Linked DNA regions of Rattus norvegicus: region 1 is linked to region 2. Evidence: chromatin contacts called from public Hi-C data. All regions are on one chromosome and are shown on one strand. The core of a region is the stretch at or near the end of the contact, and the rest is flanking DNA. Distances in the headings are between cores, read along the strand shown.

Region 1 (4,340 bases), core at 637-3,136, 450 kb after region 2:
ATGCCATGACTCCCTGAATATGGTTTTATGCTAAGGGTTTTTTTTAAACCAGCAACAGAAAATGAAACAAACAGCCAGATCCAATTTAGTCTCATTTACTCAAGAGTTGGCAGAATTCATAGCAAAAACTGTAGCCAAAAAAAAACTATAGGAACCCCCTCTGCTTATCAAATCAACACTAGGAGCCAGGCATTTGTATTTATTGACTACCAGGGGGCAGTTCTGCAGAACACACATCAAGTACCTGGATCTTGCTTTCTAACTGATCTTTGAGACCAAATCTCCTGGATGTACTTCCAAAGTCTAAATGCTGTTTACAGTCCCTGGAGCAGAGGCTGGAATGGATCATTTGCTGTTCTAACAAGCTTTTGAGCAGAAAGCAACAATCAGTGGTTCACCTCATGAAAAGCACCCCCTGTCAGTACCTCCAGACACCCCACAGACAGCTCCACCACACCACTGTTTGAGCTGAGAGGCATTGTTTTCTACATTTTCCTTACCAGTGTGTGTTCTAATGTGTCCTTGAAGCAGCCAGGGTCTGGAGAAAGCCTTGCCACAGATCTTGCAGACACAAGGCAACGTGTGGGTCCGAATGTGCATCTTCAGGGCACCCAGGCTCACATATTCCTTGTCACAGTATTTGCAGCTGAACGATTTCCTAGCCTGGGCATCACAGTGCAGCTGCTTATGTTTGGCCAGACCAGAGAAAGTAGAATAGGTCTTATTGCATAAATTGCACTGAAACTTCTCAGCTTCAATGGCATGGGGGTCTGAAAGCTTGGGCTGGAGTCTCTCCTCTTCGTCACTAATGGGACTTTCTGAACCACTGTGATCCTTGGATGAAGTGTCAGATGAAGGCAGGGGGCTTACACGCCCCAAAGATGAGGAGTATCCAGTAAGAGGAGAAAGGCCGCTGGGCAGAGGGGAGTGGAATGGAACTGCTGATGTCCATACAGTTATAGGGCTGTACGCTCCTGAGGTGAGGATCTCTGGTTTTGGTATGACAGGCATGGGGTAGCTCTCACAGAGGTATGGAGAAATGATCACTGGAAGAAAGAAAAGGAAGGAAAGAAAGGAATATTAAGGCAAAGTATTTCATAAATATATGTACACAGTCTGAGGGAGCGCATAACAACACACAGGAGATTCCGTAGAAGACTCTGGAGTGAAGACAGCCTTACAAGGACACACATGAAGAGAAAAATCTTCCTTCACCTGAGCTTACCGTCCTTGTGCAAGCTGACAGTTGCCCTGACTGTTCCCAACCTTCATTCTGGACTAGCTTTGCTGTCCCAATTTAGAACGAACTACTAGCCAATATTTTAAAACTTTTTGTAAAGTTGCTTTTCATTTTACGCATGGGCTACTTTAGCTGTGCTGTGCATGTGGGGTAATGACACACGAATCAAGCTGCCTTCTCCAGGGCTCTGCTCCAGGAGGTAACTGCCCGGGCACAGGGACGCTTGAGCTCACGTCCGTGCAGTGCTTAGGTGTGCACACGGGCTTGGGGAACCATTCTGCACAACCGACTGGAAAGAGGCTTTCCTTGTCAGCAAAGAGCTCAAATGTTTTGAATTAAAGCTTGACCTAGGTAATCAAGAGACTCCAAGGACAGTTTTAGCACAGCACTGAAAGGAGAGCAGCCCGGTGTGTGCTCCGAGTAAAGCAATGGAACCGCGGTTTGCTCGCGCACAGATTTAGAGCGAGTTTGTACCTGTGTGTGTGTCCAGTTCGCTGTAGTTGGGCTTCTTGGAGGCGTTGAAATGTTTCTTGACGAGGAAGGAGCGCGGCATGGTGGCGGCGGGCGGGCACGGCGGATAACGGTCCCGGCGGCGGTCCTATCGCATCGCGGTGGCTCAGGTGCGGCGGGGACAGGCAGACGCCTCTGAGGCCGCCCGCTGCCCGCCCGACTGAGCTCCCCGGGCGGGAGGCGGTTTCTCCCTGGCTTTTGCTAGAAGCAGCCAATCACAGCCAAGAGGCTCCGATTTCAGCTCCTCCTTCTGGAACAGCTGTTAATAGAGGAAGAATCTGCTGGACTAAATTATTCTGGTTCAAAACGGACTGTTTATGGCATTCAGGGGAGGCTCAAAATACATTTAATGTTTTCAAGAAAGGAAACCCCGGCTCTCGAGCACTGCGGGCACGGGTTTCCGCGAGCCGCCCGAGGGCGACCTGGGTTCCTGACGTGGGCACTGCGGGCTCCGCGAGGGCGGGAAGGAAGGAGGACCGCGCAGCCCCTAGCGGCCAGAGAGCCTATATTTGGAAGTGATTTTGGAGGGGGTTTATTGCACAAGGCAGCTGTAGGCCCTTGGTTTTGGGAAAATGAGATGAAGGCTCCCCGCAGCTGCCACAGCAGATCTAGGGCAGCGTGCCAGAAAGTTAACTTGCTGATCGCTGCGTTAGACACTTGAAAGCAATGCCTTTCAGTCGATCCCAGTAACTGGAAGAGTGCAAAGATGAAAGGGAAGGCTGGTGTAGATTCCGATAATAGGCAAACTCTGGAAGAAGCATGGGAAGTGCTGATGAAGACACGTGACAAGATTTCCTCCCTTCGCAGCACATGGTAGTTTAGTGATAGAAAAAAAAAGCATTTATGAATCTCTACTGACAATTCTTAAATAGTGTCTGCTGCTATTTAATGGTGTTTTATTTAGTAAGAGTCTTCAACAGCCTCCCCCTCCTCCTACTCCACCCCTGGTTTGCATTAAAAGATGACAAAGAGTCCTTTTTGCCAAGTTACTTCTTGACTGACAGTTTCGGTAGTCCAGCAGTCAGCTGATCACTTGCATTTGCACATAGGGATAGGTATAAAAATACTCTGAAGTGATTCCTTTTAAAACTGTACTTTTCACCATGCCCACAGACACCTCTGTTTATTTCTATGTTAGCTGACTCTTTTTCAACAAAACTGCAGAATCCAATTCCCCCACCTCCCCACCCCCATATAACCATTTTTCCCCTAACAGGTGCTAGAAGAAAACATCGGAAACAGAATACCACCAGCAATGTTGAGACTTGCAAGAAAAAAGTGCATTGTCAGGCAGCATAACTTCTTAATCTGGGGATGAGAAAATGGGAGTGTGAGCAGGGGAGGGGTAAAGCCACAGACTTCCTGAGTTAATGTCAATGATTCCTCTTTCTCTTTACAATAGTCAGTGATTTAAATGTCAAATACAGAAAGGAATTTATATGAATCCTTATATTAAGGGAACTGAAAATGTATTAGATTTCTTCCCAAGCTACGGTGAGTATGGATCGGAGCTGGGGTCTGAGCTGGCCTGTTTCTAGTGGGTTTGCTCAGATTCAGGCACCTGCTTTAGAGGCAAGATTTCCTGCTCCTTCAACCTAATTTCCAGTAAAATACACCATGTGTTAGAGATCTAATATTGAGAGAGAGCACAAAGCCACATGACAACAAGGAATGCCAGAGTGTGGTTAAGTATTTACTGAAAACTGTAACACAAAGATAACCTGCTGAAGTGAGTTGTTGCAATTTTAAAAATTAATAGACATTTATTGTGCTTTACAAAAGAACCAGTGAATTAGAAACAGGGAAACCAGCCCCTCTGTGCTCAAGGACCCAGGGGTGGGCGCTAAATTACAGATTGCAGTCAAGTAACCTATGTGTTCCAGATTGTGCCAGCCAGGGTTGAGCTCTCGACTAGTCTGTTTCATGCCTTACCTATGTGAGATATGTTCCACAGCCAGAGGGTGAGAGTCCACCAGCTGATGACATGAATTGCAGTAAACAAGAGATCTGCTTGGGCACAGCAAAGGACAATTGATATTAAACTGATATAGTGAAAATGCAAGAATGGGAGTTCTTCATACTCAAGGCCAGCTGGGAGGATTCTGTTATAACAGTTTCTCCCTTCAGACTTCAGTGGATTGGGGTGCTGCCTTTGGTCACTGACTACAAGATTTTGTTTGTGCAGGGCAGAGATCTTTCCTTAGACAACAGAGCTTTTTAAATGCTTCATTCTGTATTCATATAAATGGAGAGAAATAGATATAAAGAGAGACTGAGAGACAGACAGACACATACAGACATGCAGAGATAGGTAGGTAGGTAGATAGATAGATCGATAGATAGATAGGCAGACAGACAGACAGATAGATTAATACAAGTTAATGTAATGGCTGGTAGCCCCTTCCTAATGCAAGAAATTAGTCCTAAGCTGGAAAGAAACTGATGTTCCTTAATTAGGTAGGTTATAGAAATAACTTATAAGAGAGATACTTCTTGTGGAAGAAAACCCCAGCCAAGTCAGACTAGGTAAGTTAAATTAAGGACATTTTGATTTTAAAATGTAATCTAAGGAAAGAAAGGGTCACAAATT
Region 2 (4,489 bases), core at 1,884-4,383:
AAAGCCTTGGTGGCACTCTCTGAAAACGGGTGACCCGGGTATATGTTTTCTTTCAGTCCCGCAAACCTACGCCCAATATTCACACACTGGTGATGCAGGTGCCATCAGTCTTACTTAGTGCGAAGTACCCCCAAACTCACTATGAATCTGAGGATGACTTGAAGTTCTAACTATCCTGGCTATGCCTCCCAAGTTCTGGAATTACAAGCAAGTGCCGATATGCCTGGTTCAGACTGACTTATGTAAGATGGTTCTTTTACCTTTCTTCAGTTCTTTGGTCTCCAACAATTCTATCATTACACCTCCAAGGAAATAAATATACAGACACCCACAAATAAAGTGATTTTGCTTCTGATTAATGAAAGGTGATACATACTTTTTTTATACTTAAAAGAAGTTACCTTGATAAAAATTAAACTACATTTATAAACAGTAACAGTAAAGAAGTTGAAGGGGAAATGAAGAAAATAATAGAATTTACAGTAATGGCAAAAATAAAATACTTTGCAATAAGTTTAACCAAAAATCTATCCACTGGAAACATGAATATTGTAAAAACACATTTAAGTCAGAAACAAAGAAAAGTGTGTCCCACAGTCAAAGATTGAAAGAGTGTTAATTTAATCTATAGCTAACATAAAAATAGTGAATTATAGTCAAAATCACATGTATACTCAGTGCAACATTAATCAAAATATCAATGATATTTTCAAGAAACAAAACTGCATTAGGAAAATAACCATAAGTCAACAAAACAACCTTCAAAATGTACAGGTCGGAATCAGTCATACTTACTGATTTCAAAGCTTACTATAAAGCTGTGTGGTACTGGTGCACAGACAGACACGAGAACAAACAGAATACAGAGAATGCAGAGATAAATCCTCAAACAAGGGGTCAAAATATTCTTAACAAGGCATAAAGGTATCAAGAGCATTCAAAATATGAAAGGCACTGTGCTTAAAAAGAGAGCTAGGAAAATGGACCCTGTGTGCACAAGAGAAACATGTTATACTCTACATCATATTGAAAGTTAAGTGAAACACACCAAAGAGCCAAACTCAGGAACTAAAACTAAAACATACTTTGTTAGAAAAGATGAGGGAAACTTCATGGTTGGATTGGATGATAATTCCTTGATTTCACACCAAAATCACAGTCAACCAAGAGAAAATAATTCTATAATAACAAATGCTTAATTTTAAAACAGGCAAAAGATTTGAGATAATTACTTTATAGCCAATGTATGTGTGAAAAACACTCATTATTGGAACACATCAGAAGCTCTGTACTTGCTACATAAGTGTGAGAATTTTAGTTTGAGTTCCTTGCCCCAAACCTATCAAACCTGGCATCATATCTTATGAATCATAGTGCTTGTCTCCTATGATAGAGACTGGAGAATTCCCAGCCAGCTAGTCTGTACACAGCTCAGCAGCAAGTAACAAGAGATCTATTCCCATTCAAGGGAGATGGCAAAGACCTGATATTGTCCTCTGACTTCCACATGTGTGCCAGTATTCACACAAACTAGTTTGTACACATACACATACACATGCACATGCGCGCGCGCACACAAACACACACACACACACACACACACACACAAATCTTAAAATAAAATTAAAATAAGAAAAAAGAAAACCAGCCCAGAAATGATATGCATTAGTGGGGATATGGAAATGGAATGCTGGTGGTGGTTGGTGGGGAAGTATAATAATACAAATGCAGTGGAAAGAATATGGAAGTTACTCAAGAAAGTACACACAGAATAACCACATGAGCCATTATTCCTTTCTGTGACACAGATATTTGTACAAAATTTTCATATAATCATTACGATAGCAAATGATGGAAACAATGTAAGTGTCTAGATAGTGGGTGGATGAATAAACAAAATAGAATATTACTTTAGAATAGAATTAGGATAATTAGGAAATAGACTACGAAATAAATTCAGATACGTACAACACCGCGTGTGAACATGGAGCTGTAAGGCTGACAGAACACTCCAGATGCAAACATCCTAATGTTACATGATGCCACTTACGTGAAATATCTACAAAAGGAGAATTATAGGCAGAAGAAAGAGAATGGTGATTGCCTGGGACCAGAGGAAGAGGGAACTAAGGGCTTTGTGTTTAATGGGGAGAAGGTTTTAGTAGCTTTCAAGATAGTGAAATGATGGTTGGCTGTACAGTAATTCAAATGGATTGAATGCCACTGAAACATGTACTTAGTAATGGCTAAAATGATGTTTTATATTATATATATTTTATTACATTTTTTTAAACAATCATGCTGTCGCCATGTAGGATGTCATTGTGTATGGGGGTGGAATCTGTTAATGTAGCATTCAGGATGTGACCACTCTGGAAATCAGTTCAAGTATAACTGATGACACTCATGTTTAATGGGAGGCCATGGGAAATAATGGGAGCCACTGGCTCCTTCTGAGCAAAGCAGATTTTCTTAAAGAAGCGGGGAGGAGGAAGAGGAGGAGAAGGAGAAAGAGCTGCAGTTGCAAAACCTTGTCCCAAACACATGATTATTGTATTAAGTTCCCCTAACCATGAGCTCTGGTTACAGCGGCTCTTTGCCCATGTCTGGAACTCTATCTTGTGGTCAAAATGGAAAATTTTGTGAAATACGATGATATATATATATATATATAATATATATATATATATATATATATATATATATATGAAAAGAGGCCAAGTTTTGAAAAATTACCTCAAAACACTTAAAAAATAGCTACCCTTGTCTGATACCCTCAGAAGCTGGACCTTAACCGCCCTATGGCTTTGACTCATGGCCCTGCTTTTCTGCGGGCTTCATTTTGGATCAAGAACTAACTGTAAGGTTGCAAAGTGGGTATGGCTTATAAATATCCAAATTACAGCATTAAGTCTGCATGAATGATTTTTTCCCCTTCGTAATAATAATGTCAGGACTGTTATTATACTTGGCTCTGTGGAGATTGGAAGTGTTTTTCGGAAGGGAAGCTCCAGATCCAGGCTCTTTCAAGAGCCCTATTCCTGTGTACTTGCTGGAAACCTTTTGAAAACCACATTCCTTTTTGCATGCCTTTCAGCAATTCGATCCCTCCCAGTCAGAATGTTTCCCAGACCACCTCATCAACCACACTTGAGAAGGAATGTGACCACTAGGGGCTAGTGCATTGAGGAATAGGTTCTGTTCCCATGCTGTGTTGGACAGGAAGGGAATGTCTTCATCTTGTTGTTGTTGTTGTTGTTGTTGTTGTTGTTGTTGTTGTTGTTGTTGCTGCTACTGCTGCTGCTGCTGCTGCTGCTGCTGCTGCTGGTGTGTGTGTTTCTCCTGAAAATATTTTGTTAACTCCTAGAATATGGCAAAGAATTCAAAGGGTCTAATGGATTCAATAATTCACAATCTCTAACCTAGAAGTAAGAACAAACTTGATGATAGGAATATCAAATTCTGTGTAGAGTTGCTGGAGTTGGTATAGGTTTCAGTTTGAGAATTTTCTGACAAATATCAGTGAAATCAATAGGTATCTTCATCAATAATTAGACAAAAGGAAATCAACTACAAGAACAGAATAGTTCTTCCTTACTTCAACATTTGTTGTTAAAAATAAGAGAAGAGGATCAATTTTTGAAAGCTTAGGAGGAATTTTAAATATTGAATGATTGAAATTGAATGATTTGTTTAAGAAAAATTCTATAAAGTAAACATTAACATGAAGAAATAATATCTAACAAAAGAACTGAATAGCTTGTTAGATTATTGTGTACCATCAAATACTCTCCTTTAATTTTTGTGGTGACAATAGTGGTCCTAGTGAACTGGGTACTAACTGGACACCAGCTTCAGTGGAGTGGCTCTTCCTTGCCCTCATTTCCATATCAGTGATGGGGAAATGAAAGGACCTTGACAGAATGAGGTGAAATGCTGGTAATGGCAACGTTTAAGAGGAAGTGACATTTGGTAGACAGATGGGATCATGTAGGCATTTAAACCAATAACTTATCACTCTATGCAAACTAATCAAATGCTTTCTTTTCTGAAATTGTAAAGTAAAATCATGTAAAAAAATTATCAGGGATTTCCAAAGAATTTGGTAGGAAATGTGGGCTTAATAGAAAATGAACCGAAGAAAGGCTTGGAGATCTGCGTGTAAAATTATAGAGTCTAGCTTTGCTAAAAATAAATAAATAAATAAATAATAAAAAATGAGCACCTAACAATATTTCACACCTTCCCTAAACATTATTATAAGATGGCCCTGGACCCTTAACAAATTTGCTGCTCAGGGTTATGTACATGCTCCATGGTATCTCTGTGCTTCCTTTACCCTTTCTCCTGACCACCTTTGTGACCACATTTTTCTGAACATATTTTACTGTAGGTCTGTGACTGACAAATTCTGTATCTGAAAGTCTTTCTCTTCCTTTAAAACAATAGTTAGTTAAGTGTAATCTTTTTTCAGCAATGATTTCCTCTC

What was found. Hi-C and Micro-C count contacts between places; a contact is called where the count stands out from the background.
Region 1: a contact with region 2 is called in a Hi-C map of the A7r5 cell line, with 4 times the contacts expected there. The contact joins the promoter of Snai2 here to the enhancer-like site in region 2. A contact is called at or near these places in 3 of 12 Hi-C or Micro-C datasets (the A7r5 cell line, hepatocytes and kidney).

What each region holds. Positions count from the first base shown.
Region 1 is chr11:99,688,463-99,692,802 of GRCr8, forward strand. It overlaps Snai2 (snail family transcriptional repressor 2), which reads right to left and starts at 1,887. Exons shown (of 3, transcript NM_013035.2): 1 at 1,715-1,887; 2 at 501-1,046. The coding sequence starts at 1,793.
Region 2 is chr11:99,234,003-99,238,491 of GRCr8, forward strand. No RefSeq gene overlaps it. Among named protein-coding and RNA genes, the nearest start is that of Clxn, 260 kb to the right of the region's middle. Within about 2 kb of position 3,134, at least 4 of the 93 cell types and tissues checked have an H3K27ac peak or open chromatin away from gene starts, as enhancers often do. A contact at or near this core is called in the A7r5 cell line, where this site is marked.